Regions from separate parts of the Rattus norvegicus genome. Here regions 1 and 2 are each linked to region 3. Evidence: chromatin contacts called from public Hi-C and HiChIP or PLAC-seq data. All regions are on one chromosome and are shown on one strand. Each heading gives the region's core, a stretch centred on a gene start, on an enhancer-like site or on the middle of the called end of the contact. The rest is flanking DNA. Distances are from core to core; before and after follow the strand shown.

What was found. A called contact is a pair of places that touch in the nucleus more often than the background predicts. HiChIP or PLAC-seq counts read pairs in DNA pulled down with a chosen protein or histone mark.
Region 1: a Hi-C map of Schwann cells shows a contact between it and region 3, with 5 times the contacts expected there. The contact joins the enhancer-like site here to the promoter of Fyn in region 3. A contact is called at or near these places in 2 of 12 Hi-C or Micro-C datasets (Schwann cells and frontal cortex) and 1 of 1 datasets of contacts at active chromatin or transcription factors (oligodendrocytes).
Region 2: an H3K27ac HiChIP or PLAC-seq map of oligodendrocytes shows a contact between it and region 3, with 5 times the contacts expected there. The contact joins the enhancer-like site here to the promoter of Fyn in region 3. A contact is called at or near these places in 5 of 12 Hi-C or Micro-C datasets (Schwann cells, frontal cortex, kidney and 2 more) and 1 of 1 datasets of contacts at active chromatin or transcription factors (oligodendrocytes).

The regions. Positions count from the first base shown.
Region 1 is chr20:44,143,531-44,148,520 of GRCr8, forward strand. No RefSeq gene overlaps it. Among named protein-coding and RNA genes, the nearest start is that of Ccn6, 6.3 kb to the left of the region's middle. Within about 2 kb of position 3,466, at least 75 of the 93 cell types and tissues checked have an H3K27ac peak or open chromatin away from gene starts, as enhancers often do. A contact at or near this core is called in Schwann cells, where this site is marked.
Region 2 is chr20:44,451,197-44,455,934 of GRCr8, forward strand. The region is part of intron 3 of Fyn (FYN proto-oncogene, Src family tyrosine kinase); the gene reads left to right. Among named protein-coding and RNA genes, the nearest start is that of Traf3ip2, 110 kb to the right of the region's middle. Within about 2 kb of position 1,440, at least 23 of the 93 cell types and tissues checked have an H3K27ac peak or open chromatin away from gene starts, as enhancers often do. A contact at or near this core is called in Schwann cells, where this site is marked.
Region 3 is chr20:44,319,334-44,323,981 of GRCr8, forward strand. It overlaps Fyn (FYN proto-oncogene, Src family tyrosine kinase), which reads left to right and starts at 3,331. Exons shown (of 14, transcript NM_012755.2): 1 at 3,331-3,440. It also overlaps the pseudogene LOC108349082.

The DNA.
Region 1 (4,990 bases), core at 2,216-4,715, 180 kb before region 3:
CCGTGAGACTTGACTCAGTGTGAGGTGCTAGGAGACTCACTTGCCCACAGAGTTCCTGTGTTGGCAAACGTCCACAGAGAACTTTACAAGGATGCATAGCCTCAAGCACCTGTCTGCAGAGGTGGAAAATTCAGGTGCAGTCAGAAAAATTTGGTGACTGAAGTTCAGGGGCCCAAGCCCTGGTCTAGTTGCTTGGTCCCACAAGGCAGTTTTAGCGGAAGATTTTTTACAGAGACAGGTTGAAGAGAGAACACGCCAGACACGGGTGAAGACAGAACAAGCCAGAGAATGAGAAGGAGCCAGAAGATTAGAACAGATCACCAAAGTTAGTATCAGGCCAAGCAGAGCAAAAAGTCAGAGGCCAAGAGAGAAGCCAGACTGAGTCAGGCAGCTCAGAGAGATGGTTAAGCCAGAAGAGCTGAGTCAGCCAGAGTTCAGAGGGGAGGAACTTATTCCCCGGGAAGTCTCAGAGGCCTGGGTTAGATTGTACAGAGGCTAGAAGCTTCCAGGACTAGGGCCATGTTAGCCGACAGAGGCAATAAACCACAGAGAACACAATTAGATCAGGTGAATAAAAGATGCTTTTGCAGTGTATAATTTTGAGGGTATTTACTGGTCGTTTCGTTTTGTGTCAAATCGCTAATACTGATCATCAAGCCTTTCAGCAAAATATATCCCCAAAACTTACCAAGTTCTACCTTCAAGATTCTTACACGAGCGGCTGGAGAGATGGTTCAGCAGTTAAGAGCACTGGTTGTTCATCTACAGAACCGGGACTCAATTCCCAGCACCCACATGGCACCTCATAACTGTAAGTCCAGTTCCGAGGGACCTGATACCCTCACCCAGACGCACATGCAGGCAAAGCTCGAACCAGTGCTTTGCCTACATGACCGCAGTGAAACAGGCATGAGAGAAGGCATTTCTTCTTTCCCTCCAGTAACCTCGCGGCTTTGTTAATGAGCACTTGTGAAGTCCCTGAGGCAGCAAGGGGAGAGGGCCAAGGGGAGGTAGTGCTGCACCCGTGCATGGGGAGTAGAGGAATTACCATATTCTGCTTGGCTGTTAATAAACCAGGTCCCTAACAACCCTCAAACCACAAAAGTGCCCTGCCCTGCCACGTGTGTGGGCCCCGGGGTCAGAGCTTCTTGAAAATAATCAGGTGCCCTCGTTCCAAGGGCATAAGAAAAGCGAGACCAAATGTAAGTCGGTGCGGTCTAATTCACTCTGTCACTTGCCGTGTTAGTCTGGTTTGCAGAAGGAGCTCTGAGTTGGAAAAAGAGCTGAAGTTAATTAGCCGCAGACACAGGAAACCGCCACATGAAAAGAAGGGAGGGAGGGAGAGCATTAACCATGCTCCCAAGTGTGGGTGGAGCTAATGTCACAAGGAAAGAAAAGCATGCAAATGCAGTGTGTTCTTGGTTTTCTTTTTAACTTGGAGGGTTTGTTTTGTTTTGTTTTGTTTTGTTTTTGTTTTTGTTTTTGTTTTTTTAATAATGCGTCTATGGAGGTGTGTGGGAGTATATGAGTGCAGTGCCCATGGAGGACAGAAGAGGGCGCTCACAGCTAACTGCCTCAAGCGGTCTAACCATAGCTACCAACCTTTGTAAATCCTGTAAATTCTGTTTATCAGGAGGGCTATCGGCCTTGGCTAACAAGATGAAAGGTAACGATCATGGCAGGATGCCCAATGAGATGCTTTAACGTATATACGGCATGCTTATACTAAGCAATTGTTGGGTTTTAACCTGAAATTCAAATTCGGCCGTGTATGCTTGCATAGGGTTTCCTATTAGCCTGGACCACGTAGAAAACAGACTATTTCAAAACAGCAGGTGTGCTAGCTAGTTTTACGTCAGTTTGGGGCAATTGGAGAGGTAAAACTGAAAAACCTCCAACATAAGCTGGGGCTGTGAGCAAGGCTGTAGGGCATTTTCTTAATTAGTGAGTAATGGGGGAGGGCCCGGCCCATTTGTGGGCGGTGCCATCCCTGAGCTGGGTGGTCCTGGGTGCTATACGAAAGCAGACTGAGCAAGCCACAGGGAACAAGTCAGTAAGCCTCCGCTCCGCTACGGTCTTTGCATTAGCTTCGGCCTCCAGGTTTCTACTCTGCTGGATTTTTTTTTTTGTCCTGTTCCACAATGAACAGTCGTGGGCTTGTAAACTAAATAAACCCTTTTCTTCCCTAGTTGCTTTAGTCATGGTGTTTCATCACAGCAACAGAAACCCTAACGAATGAACAATATGAGCCAACTAGACCCCCCAGAGCTCCCAGGGACTAAGCCACTAACCAAAGAGTACACATGGAGGGACCCATGGCTCCAGCCGCATATGTAGCAGAGGATGGACTTGTCCGGCATTAGTGGGAGGAGAAGCCCTTAGTCCTGTGAAGGCTCAGTTCCCCAGTGTAAGGGAATGCCAGGGCGGTGAAGTGGGAGTGGGTGGGTGGGAGGGGGAGCATCCTCATAGAAGCAGGAGGAAGGGATTGGGAGAAGGGGGAACCGGGAAAGGGGATAACACTTGAAATGTAAATACATAGTATATCCAATAAAAATGCCAAAAAAAAAAAAAAGCCCTCAAGACTGTAGCATAAAACATAAAACGTCTATATTTCATGTGATGGTGGGCATTAGGAGCTTCTAGTCTTCGTGTTAATTTTCACAAGCAAACAGACACACAATTTATTTTTCCTTTGTCCTCTTAAATGAGATCAGCTGTTGAAAACTCCCTTCACCCACGCAGCTCTCAAGCTGTTTCCGGACTTTCCAGCTCAAAGTTGCATTGGACCCTGGCGGTCGCTAGATGGCGCACCGGGTCAACGTTCCAGCCGAAGGCTCTTGATGGTCGCTGCCAGGGAAGAAAGGAGGCGCGTGTTTGCCGCAGAGCCTTGCATTATTGATCTCCGCTGCCGCAGAGGTGGGAGGAGCCCGCCGCCATCTCGCCGAGCCTCCTGCAGTAGCGCTAGGATGGTTGGTACAGGAGGCTTTTCCATCCCTACAAAAAGTCCTTGGCTGGGTGGACAACGAGCATTTCCCGGTCGCAAGCATTCGGCTTTTTCATTCCATAGCAAGATCAGATTCCTCCGTGGTGAGAATCCTTTTATTTCACCCGGCACTCTGAACAGCGGTTGTAGCTTTTGGAATCTTTAAATTCTTTAAATCCTCATTTGTTTTTAATACTCGACAGAATAGTGATACATAATTTACCAGCAGGAGAAAGACAATGAGATTAGTGGAGCAGGATGGGGTGGGGTCCAGCTCTCCTTTTAGTTTTCCGATCACAGAACATGCTTATATAGAAAAACGGAAGTACTCTTCACATAAAATGGTCTCGTGTCGATTTAACCACAGCCAAGTGTTCGCCAATCAATGTCACCGGAAATTTGCACAATTGGACAGACAGAGATGCTCTGACATTCAACCGTGGGTGGGGCTTCCACGTGATCTCTGCGGCGGCGCCTCGCCCTTCTGACCAGTAGAGGGCGACACGATCGATCAAGTGGGAATCTCAGACAATGCAAAAACACTTCAGAGTAAACAGCAAATGTGTTAACGCAGCAGTCCTTTTATTTGGTCAGTGTGTTCTTTGACTACAGATTTGCAGATTAGAATGTTATATTGTTCCCTTTCTTTGCCAGTCAGACATAGGAGGCATCTTTACGGCGTCTCGTTTGCCTTCTCCTACATGAAATACGTATAAATACAGTCCAAAGCAACTCGGCTCACAAATTCTAGAGCTTTTGCGCTTACAACCTTCAAATATAACTCGCCATCTTCCCCTGACTTCTCCTCCCTGAGGCTTCCAAAGCACTGCACAGACTTTCACCGGAAACACGGCTTCCTTTGCTTTGAAGTAGATCCTAACTTAACTCGTTCTTGTCTACAACAGGACTGACAGAGCCCTCCACAAATGATTCCCCAAATAAGCCGGAGTCAAGATTTCAACGTGGAAAGCATGTTTCAGTTCTGGATGTGGCTACTAAAATGCCATTTGAGTGCTGGGTGGACCTATCCCAGCGTCTCAAGACTTTATATCCAACCTTAGTATACATAGCTGCAGTAACCAAGAATTTTCAGTCTTAGGCTTAACTATCCAGATATGTTTAGAATCCTTTAAATCAAGTCACCTGTGCTCCCAGGTCCCCCTTCTGACCTGAAAGCAGCCATTCCCAGGCTCCTCCTTCATCTTGGTTAGGATTCCGGGTTCGGCAGCCTGCAGGCCACATTGTCCTCCCTTCTATGGTTCCCTTGAAGCCTAGAGACTCCAAAAAGACTTCCTTTCCTCCCACTCTAGGACAGAACTCACCGGGAACCCTGTCAGACTACAGGACATCCTCCTGTCCCCAGTAGAAGCAAAGGAGTCCAGAAACTGGGTGTGTAGGTTGACATCGAATGAAGTAAACTTCGTCCCAGGGAGAACAAGATAGTGTTAAAGAACCGAGTGCCGCTGTGGTGAGAGCCTGGCATTTCTGGAAGGTTAGGAAAAGGAGAGACAGCCGGGTTCCCACGGCGGAGACCATGGGAACTCCCTTTTGGGGGATCGTGAAGCTTTTCTCTGCTTAACACCTCACTCTGTTTACCAGCACCCCCAGTCTGTAGGGTTTCTCCAGTCTGCCTCTAGCCAAACGAGTGCGTAAAAATTTCACTTCCAGAAATAAATGTCAGCCCCAGCCCCAGAAGCTGCTATTGCGGTTGCCTTTTGCTCACCATCAGAGAAATAACGCCAAGGTCACGTGGTACAGATGTTGGTCTTGAGGAAGCTCGCATGGGAGCTTGTCAGGAAGCGATCAAGAGGAAGCACCACTGTGGGAAAGAGAGCTGGCTCTGCAGCCCCTGGGAGCAGGAGAGCCACTGCAGGTCAAGGGGCCACTTCTGCCACACAGCCAGCTCCTTTCTCAGGCTCTCTCACCCTGGTTAGGCTCAGTGACATCCCTAGACGGCAAAGCAATGCAAAGTGGCTGGGATATTCTATAATACGGAATGCGAGTGTG
Region 2 (4,738 bases), core at 190-2,689, 130 kb after region 3:
CCTTCCCGACCTCTTCTGTGACTCGATTAGTATCAGAGATGGATTTGGGCCTCAGGATTGTCCAGACTATTGTGGGGAGGGTGTAAGGTTTTGTTTGTTTTTGTGTTTTAAGACAAGGTTTCTCTGTTATGTCTGCCTGAGTGTCCTGGAACTTGCAGTGTAGACTAGACTAGCCTCAGGATGCACCTGCCTCCGCCTCTGGAGTGCTGGGGTCAAAGACGCGCACCACCATGCTCAACCCAAACTGTATTCTTTCAGGCCTGTGGTAGCAGAATCCTCCAGGCTCCTAATTCTCTGAGACAACACTAAGAATAGTAATAACGGTAATAATAATAGTAATGACAGTAATACACGTGTCACTGTCAGATTACCTTAGCTTACTTATAGATTACCATTTATAATCAGCTAACAGTGTATGTATGTAAATGTATGGTGACTCACAAAACATTTGTTCCTTCTCTTTTGATTGATTTAGTTGTTTTTTTTTTTAACTGACAAGGTTTCTGTCAGGCTTCAATCATGTTGTCAGTTGGATTCGCTGAGTCGGTGGCAGCAGCAGCTCCTCCCTCAGAGTAGCCAGTTTGTCACCTCAGATGCTGTTCTCTGAGGGCTGCTGGGAACCAGCGCTGGCTGCCTGCAGGTGGCTCCATCTCCCTCCTTTAATTTCCTCTGGGTCTTGGGCACTTGGCAATCCTAAGTGCAGATCTCTTCTGAAAGACCAAAGGCTCGCACAGCTGGGCTCCGAGGCAGAGCTCCCCCCACCCCTGACCCTGCAGACTCTGTACCGTGAAGAGGTGGGAGGAGGCTGGCTGGAGCCCCCCTCTCTGCCTCCTTTGTCACTGCTCCTTGCTCTCAGAAGCCCCAGAAGCTGAGTGTGCTTTCCCCACTGCCTGGTTTATCAGCATTCACAGCAAAGCCGTGGCTGCTGCAAAGCTTTGAAATTCTAAATCACTGCCCAGTGCAGAGGCTGCTGCTGCTGCTGTGCTCCTGTGGGGTGTGTGTGTGTGTGTGTGTGTGTGTGTGTGTGTGTGTGTGTGTGTGTGTCTCTCTCTCTCTCTCTCTCTCTCTCTCTCTCTCTCTCAGGAAGTGCCAGCCCGCAGTCCCAGGGGCTGTGAGACACTGGGCTCCCCGTCATTCCTCCAAGGAGATGCGGGTCTCACTTCCAGACTTGCTGTGCAGGGGGTACCTGTCTTCACACCAAAGTTCCATGCCTGTAGATTCTGCTGGGGCTGTTTCCACAACGTCACAACTGTGCTTCAGAGCAAAGGGGCGGACCATACAGACACCACGCCCACTGTCCCATAAGCTCGCTCTATCTGCTGTTTTTCGTGTTTTTTTTTTTATTAGACTTCTATGTATTTGTGTGCACGCCTGGGCAAAGCTTCCGTGCCAGCTGTGGCACAGGTGTGGAGGTCAGAGGTCAGACCACCTGGGAGCAGTCACTTCTCCCCTCCAGCTGGGATCAAACTCAGACCCGTGGGCTTTGCAACAGGCATCCTTACTCACTGAGCCATCTCACCCACCCGCCATCTGCGCTTGACTAGAGCCACTGCATTAAAGAGAAGAAAAAGAGTCCACTGTTTTTCTAAAGGCGGAGGCTCATGCAGAACCAGCCATGTGGCCAGGAACCTCCATGGTGACTGGAGAGATCTGCAGAGCAAGTTTTTGTTCTGCCTGAGAAGGAACCTCCTGGATGCACATTCTCCTTCTTCCTATAGTAGGGGCGTTGGTGATGCCCGTTCAGACAGCCGCTTGGTGCTGCTAATGTGTTTGCTTGTGTCTATGCCAGGTGACACTGTGACCCCCTGGCCCTCCGCCAGTCCCGCTCCAACTGTTACTAAAACAGAGGAGGCCAGAGAGCCAGGCTTTGCCACCGAGTCCCAGATGTGACGCTGGCCTCCCTTGTCTCTGTGCTAGCTTGTGAATAGAAGCCCATGGTTTTGTTTTTGTTTTCCTGTGGTGGTTTCCACAGAGCATGGGCAGAGTGGTGGAAACATGCTTGACTGGCTATCAGACGTCTCCAGAACACTGTTAGCATTTCAGGAGAGGCTGCCCCTCCTCTGCTCACCAGGATTCAAGAAACCTAGCTCTAAAGTCAAAGCCAGCTGCCAGCAGGAAAGGGTGAGAGCAAGGAGCATAAGGACAAATCCCCCTGCCTCCACCAACAGCAGCACCGAGAGAGAGAGAGAGAGAGAGAGAGAGAGAGAGAGAGAGAGAGAGAGAGCGAGCGCGCGCTGTTAGCCCTTCCCTCCATAGGGCTGACCAGTGCACAGCTCAGCCCAATCCAAGCCCTTACTTCCAGGAGTGCCTGCTTAAGGGCTGTCATTCCTACTTGGGTGGGTTCTCCAAGCACATAGGACTTAGAGCAGAAGCAGGTGCCCCCACCTTGTCTGCCCAGGTCTGACTTGGTTACCCATTTCGTCCTCCAGTTGACTCCGAGCCGCTCTGCTTCCCTGGCCTCAGTCTCTGTGTTCCCCCTGCTTGCTTTGCTGCACAGCTCCTCACCCCACCAAGGGGTAGAAAGCACACTCACTGTTTGTGACAAGTTAGCTCTCGGTGCCTTCTAGAAGTTGCCTCTTACTGTGCTTTGAGTTAGCTGCTCCCCTCCCCTCTCCAGTTTGCTACTTCATTAATACATGACTGTTTCAACTCACAGGCAGATTCAGCTGGGAACGGAAACAAGGGGCGTTTCCTATGAAAGAATTAAGGCAACTTAAACTCATCCTCAGAGTGGTGCTTTCTCACAGTACAGTCTGCGTGCAGACAATCTGAGCAGTGAAGTCAGAAACTAAGAAAGCACATTCTGCCATGGTGCCGTCACCTGTGGTGATTTCAGCCTGTCCCCCTGAAGCCATTGCAGGCACTCATTCCACAGCTGCAAGGGCCGGTGCCTCTCAGACACAGAGCACTGCTTCAGAGTACCGATCAGGTCCGGTTTCTCCTCCGCTTACCACTCTGTCATAGACATAACTTATAAATTCACCACCGCTCACTAAAAGGGCGCATATTTTCTAATTTCCCAAATGATAAACAGCATTTCATAAAATCTCTCTTAGCACAAACTCACAGGCCAAGAGGCCAGCTGGTTTTAAAGCCCCTTGTTGACATTACCAGTCTGGTGTTCTCAAGGCTCTAGACGAACCCCCAGTCTCCACAGCACTGCAGGGGCGCGCTCATTTCAAGGGACCCTCTGTCCCCGTTGGGTAGAGCGTTCATCTGTGAGTTTAATTACTAATTAAATCACTTACTGGCCTAACCTGGTTCTCGGATTGCTGTGGAAAGCGGCACTTCCCCTTGAGTTTCAGAGCTCTGTGCTACCAGTAGTGTTCCCTCATTTCCTGCCTCATTGGTTTGCCTTATCCTTATAAATCCACTGTTAAAACAAACGTCTACAGAATAAACATGTATGTAGATGCTGATAACAGAACCACTCACGCGAGGAAGTAGCCAGGATGTCCATAGTTCCTAAACGGGCGAGCAGCTTACGACACAGTCATGCAGTGAGAGATGTTTAGTGATTAACGGAATGATACTTTAATATAGTGTTACATCACTGCCTGGTGAATGGATCTTAAATGCGTTATGCCCTAGTGAAAAGTAGAAAGAAACCAAGGTTGTATATCATGTGATTGAATCCATACCAACTATCCAGAATAGGCAGATCCATAGAGACCCAGGGTAGGCTAGAGAGGTGTCGGGGAGCTGGGGATCCACGGGTGGTTGCTCAGTGCATGCGGTTTCTCTGAGAGTGGAGTGCGTTCTGGAACTCTGGAGTTAAATAGCAGTAATGGTGACTTCATACAACCCCTTAAAACCGACTCTGCCACACTGTTCTGTGACCTGGAAGAGTTGGGGGAGGTAGGGTGCCCCGTCTCTCCTGAATCTCTTCGTCCAGACAGGGTTAATCACTCTCGTTTATGTCATCGAGTTCTCCTTCTGTCAACTCAGAGATCCAAAGCAAACTGGGAGCAAGAAATATCCCCACCCTCTGTCTGGAACCCCTCCATGATTCCCTGTTAGAACTTCATTGGGCCATTTAGGTCTGGGAGCCCATCCAGTGCCGGGCTGGCTGACAGCACAGCAGTGTTAGCACTCACCCTCGGGGGCTCACGCTCCCCTGCACTGCGTGCCTTCAGAGCTCCAGGCACTGCGAGTGGGAAGGTGTACAGGAGGAAAAGACGCAGTTTCTCAGCCTGGGGGTGACCTACACAAACAACACCAGAGTCAATTCCGGGCGCCAGGAATGCGCCTCTCTCCAAATGCGCCCGTGGTGTTCCGTGAATGATTCGTTTCATCCCATTGCTGTGCAGGGTGGGACAAGATCTGTCCCCGTTCCCTCAAAGCCTTCGCAGTGACCACAGATGGGTGATCCAACAGCCAGACACTTAACTGTTTCTGAAGTAAAGCTTTGATTTGATGCGTTAGCAGGTCCCGTCTTCCGGCCACTGCGTGTGGCCGTGTGGTCAGTACCTGCATTGTGCACACTCCCCCTGTCGCATAGCCTTCTCACCTGAGAGGCTACAGAATGGTAGAAGGTCCATTGGTGGGGACTTTCCTTCACAGCACTCTACCACGAGCACATGTGCCTTTTGTGTTTGCTTGGGAGTGGGGCAGGTTATGTGAACATTTCCCTTCGTGAGGTAATTGGCCTGTGAAGTGAATCATGCCTTAAATGCAATGGGAGAGCTCATTTTTATACCAAGGAAACTGATGCCGCCTCCTCGTGGCGTGTATAAAT
Region 3 (4,648 bases), core at 2,081-4,580:
AGAGAGAGAGAATGAATATGAGAACATTATCAGGCCAATAGAAGTTTCATTTAAACTAAATAATGTATCTGTATACAAGACATGTTTTGCATTTAATTTTATGTAGATAGTAATATGACTATGACATTTTTGACATCCTTACTATTGCTCTACCCACAAACCTCTTTCTTCTGTATTTATCTCTCTCCCCTCTCCCAAATTAATCCCCCTTCAATTTTTCCCATTTTTCTCCTCCAATTTGCCTGGACCCCGCCGTTCCCTTCTATCTTGTCCCCGACTCCTGCCACAGTTTTGATTTACTTTCTGGGGCTTTGCAGTTGCTCCAGATTATGTACTCAGCGTCTGAAGACTTGGAACTGGGGACCACAGAGGAGAAAGAACATGTGATGTTTGTCTCTCTGGGTCTAAGTCACATCATTCAAAATGAACTTTTATAGTTCCACCCGTTTGCCTGAAATTTTTCATGGTTTCATTTTTATTTACAGCCGAATATTCAAGTGGATACACGCCCCACATTGCCATTATCAGCTGAAGACCATTTAGGTTGTCACCAGGTCCTAGCTGTTGTGAATAGAATGGCAATGAATATAGCTGAACAAGTAACAGAGCAGTATGATGACACGTACTTCGTTCGGCATATGCTGAGGTGGGGGTCACTTTCGAATGCATTTCCTTTGCACGTTTCTCTGTGTCTCTGTGTGCGGTGTGTATGCATGCGTGTTTATAGGTGTTCATATGTGCTTGGGATACACTGTACATGTATGCAATACCTGGTGGAAGCCAGAGGTCAATGCTGGGCTTTCTAAATTGGTTCTCTGACATATTTGTTAGACAGGGTCTCTCACTGATGCTGGCACTACAGACACTTGGCACTGTAACAGCTTTGTTAATGTTTGTTTTGGGGACAGAGACTCAGGGTCTCCAGTGCAGCTGCAAGCCCTTTCGCTGATCCATCTTTCTTCCTTGCACATTGGTTTTTTTTTTTTTTCCAGTTGCAGTAACCATTTTTATTTTCTTGTTGATTGGTAAGAAAACTAAAATCTCAAAAGATGGGAAACAGCTTAGCTAATACAACTAAATATACATTGAAAGCAAAACAGGAAATACAGATTAGACAAAACAAAAAAGAACACCGGAATAGAAACAGGGGATTTAACGGCAAGAGAAACAGAACAAACAAAAAACCCAACTAAGTAACAACCAAATCTAAGAGAAATTCTAGAACAATGTCTCCATTCTAACTTGTGTAATAGATACTGCCTGTGAGAAAACAAAATTGCAGGTTTAGAGGGAAGTATGCCTTGCCTTGGGCAGGCCAGGGACAGCGTTTATGTCAAGGCCACCTTGAAGACCTTTGGGAGCAGATTAAAATGGGAATTCATGCTGACATCTTCGAAGGGCTTTTTCACAACATCAGCAAAGCCTCTTGTGGAGACACAATCCCTTTAAAGTTGTACTTAGGAAGAGTTGTGAGTTTTTTTTCTCCGAAAAGTAAAGAGCTAAAACAAAACAAAACAAAACAAAACAAAAAACCCCAAAAAACAAAAAAACCCAAAAAGAAACAAACAAAAACAAAAACAAAAACAGAACACAGTCTTGCCAGGAGTAGGTTAATTCATCATTTAACTATTTTACCTTTTATTTGTCCACTAATTACATGAAGAAGCCATTATGCCACGGTTGTCAAAAATGAGACACCTCTCAAAGAAATTATTAACAATGGAGTGATTTAGTACCATCTGCTGCAGGTTTCAGGAAGAGATTGGACAAGGAATTCCTCAGTGTCACCTTCTCTTGTCTTCGGTTTCCTCGTCTATCACGTGAGGATCATTTACTGAATGGCAGCAAATTTCTCAAAAGAGCACAGCGGAAAAGACCAAGAAAACAAAAAGTCAGCAAGAGAGACCGGTATTTTTAAACTTCAGGGGAGAAAAGTACTGAGCAGGAAAGATAACATAGACCTTGAGCGTCAAAGGAAGCCAAGGCTGCTTCGCTTAAACTTACTTCTTACAAGATTAGATTTGCTGGGGGGGAGAGGGGTGAGTTTCTTACCAAAATCATTAAAGAAAATGATTCTGAACGTGTCTTAAAACAGAGCTTTCAGGAAACAGGAATTACCTATAAAGAAAATCAGGAAGGCGAAGTGTTTCTTTTTATGAAGTTACATCCTGCCATAGAAAAGCTGAATCGGAAATAAAGACCGACTGCATACCAACCCAGTTATTATTTCATCAAGGAAAATCTGAGTAAAAAGCTCAGCCCAGCCACCAATGAAAACAAGAAAACCAAGAGAAGTTTGAATGCATCGAGAAGCCAGACAGGCAATGGCTACTCTAAAGAGCTAGGAAAGCGCCCAAGCATCTCTACTGTGTGGTTTGGAGGTTCTTTGTTGCAGGCCCCTTGAATTTTAGTCATACTTCCTCTCACGTTTCCTGATGTGTGTGTGTGAACATGAACATATTTGGGTGCTCAAGAAAATGAGACTAGCAAATTATGAATTTCTTCTTCTTATTATTCGTTGCGCATTTGTTGGTTCGAGCTTTCCCAGTTTCTGCACTGGTACTTCTCTACTTTGCTCCTCACTTCTCCAATTTGCCATCGCCCTTCTTAACACCTTTCCACTTTATCCTCCCACTCCTATTTCTTTGGAGAAATAGGTTCCCATGGCTGTGAGGCTCGAGTGGCAGGTGCCAGTCTCCACTAGCAAAGTAGGAAAGCAGCTCGTTCCCTGCGCTCTCTCCTGTCCACCCCACCAACTCGCAACTCCACAGGATCCTCAGACACACACCTCCTCCTTCTCCTCCTCAACCTCGCATCCTCTCGCACACCCTGTGGCCCTGCGCACGCCAGGCTGCCCGCCACCACAGTAACGCTCAACCCACTCGGCGGCCCCACCCATGGCCGTCCCGCCTCCGACGCGCGCACCAATGGCTGACTGCGCTCAGCCCTCAGCGGACCCTTTGATAGGGCAGAAGGAACTGACAGTCTCGGGGCGTGTCCCGCCCCCTCTCGAACCCCTCGGGATCCGGAGCAGCCCGAGCATCAGCGAGAGTAGCTGCGAGAAGCCGCGGCGGCGGCGCGTCGGTGCAGTTGCGCCATCTGTCAGGAGCGCAGCCGGCGGGGAGGGGGCTCCGCGGAGAGGAGGAGGGGTCGCTGTGCGCCGAGCCTCCGAGACCCGCCCGCTGATCAAGAGCGCAGCGAGGCCGCCTCTAGCCGGAGCGCTCCGAGGACTCCCCGGGCGCACACAAAGCCGCCGCCCGCGCCAGGGAGGGACTGGGCTGCCGGGCCGGGGACACCGGCGCCGCCCCCTCGGCGCTTCGCGAGGCCCACGAGCTCCTGGGCCCGGCCGCGGAGCCACCGGAGCCGCCAGGGCCTCGCCGGAGGAGGGCGGGGAGAGGACCATGTGAATGTGCTCCGGAACCGAGCGCCACGCCACGCAGGTAAGCGACCGGGGATGCGCGGAGCCTCGGGATGCTGCGGAGACGCCCGGCCCAGCGCCCCCGCACGGGCTGCCCCCGCTGCGGTCCCGCCGCGCAGCCTCCAGGGCGCCCCGCGACGCAGGACACTGATGCGGGGTGCCGCCCGGAGGCTGCGCGGGCACCGGGGTGCCATTCCTCGGCCGCCGGCAGGCGCCGGGTGAAAAAAATAAGAATTGGCTTGGGGGCGAGGTTGGCCCAGCTCCGCCTCCGCCCTCCTTTCGCAGCCCCCCGCGGGGACCCGGGCTGTGTGTGTTGTTTTAATGTCAGGGATGATGTAATCACTTAATAATTGATGCCCGGTGCTGCTTTCCTCCCCACCCAACCCCTGCCCCACTCCTCCACCTCCCGGCCTCCTCCCTCGGCGGCCCTTGCCTTCCCCAGCGCATCCTTCTGCCTATTTCTGGAACCTCCCTTGCACTTCCCCCACCCTCCCCTTCACCCTTCCTGTGCTGCCACCCACCCACCCTTCCCCTTTCCCCTGTGTCTGGCCTTGCCTTTTCTTCCTCTGTCCCCCACCCCTTCGGCTTTCAAGCTTATTCCTCCTCCCTTCTGGACTCGCTGGATTTCCTCCCTACTTCCCTAGGTCGGTAGATGGTTTTGTTTGGTCTCCTCTAGGCTCTCTTATCTCTGAGGCCACAGGGACTGGGCTAGAAAGAGGCCACCAAGCTTGGGCCCAGGAGGCATTGGCTGGGACTCACTGGGAGGAGGGATAATAAAATCACCCATTTTGCCCCTCCTTCCTCTAATAAATCAGACTCTCTCTCTCTCTCTCTCTCTCTCTCTCTCTCTCTCTCTCTCTCTGTGTGTGTGTGTGTGTGTGTGTGTGTGTGTGTGTGTGACACAAAGAGCCCTTTCAGTTCATAGAAAAGAGACACATAAAGTCCCCAAGGCACCACCATGCTTCTTGTCTCATCCCTGGGGCTTCCCTTTCTTTCTGATGAAGCAGTTGATCTCTAGTCCTTTCTGCCACACTCACCAAAAAACGAAGGCTCCCGATCCCGGGTGGCAGGTGCACTTATTTTGCTGTATTCCCAGGGTGGTGGCATTGAGTGGCAACTGCAGTTTCCCCTATTTAAGGGAGGAATTATTTCAGCTGTTTTAGGAGTTGCTATACTTTCAAGGAACCCTCCTTCCATCCCTCGTTTTCCTCCCCTTTCTTCTTGGGGGAT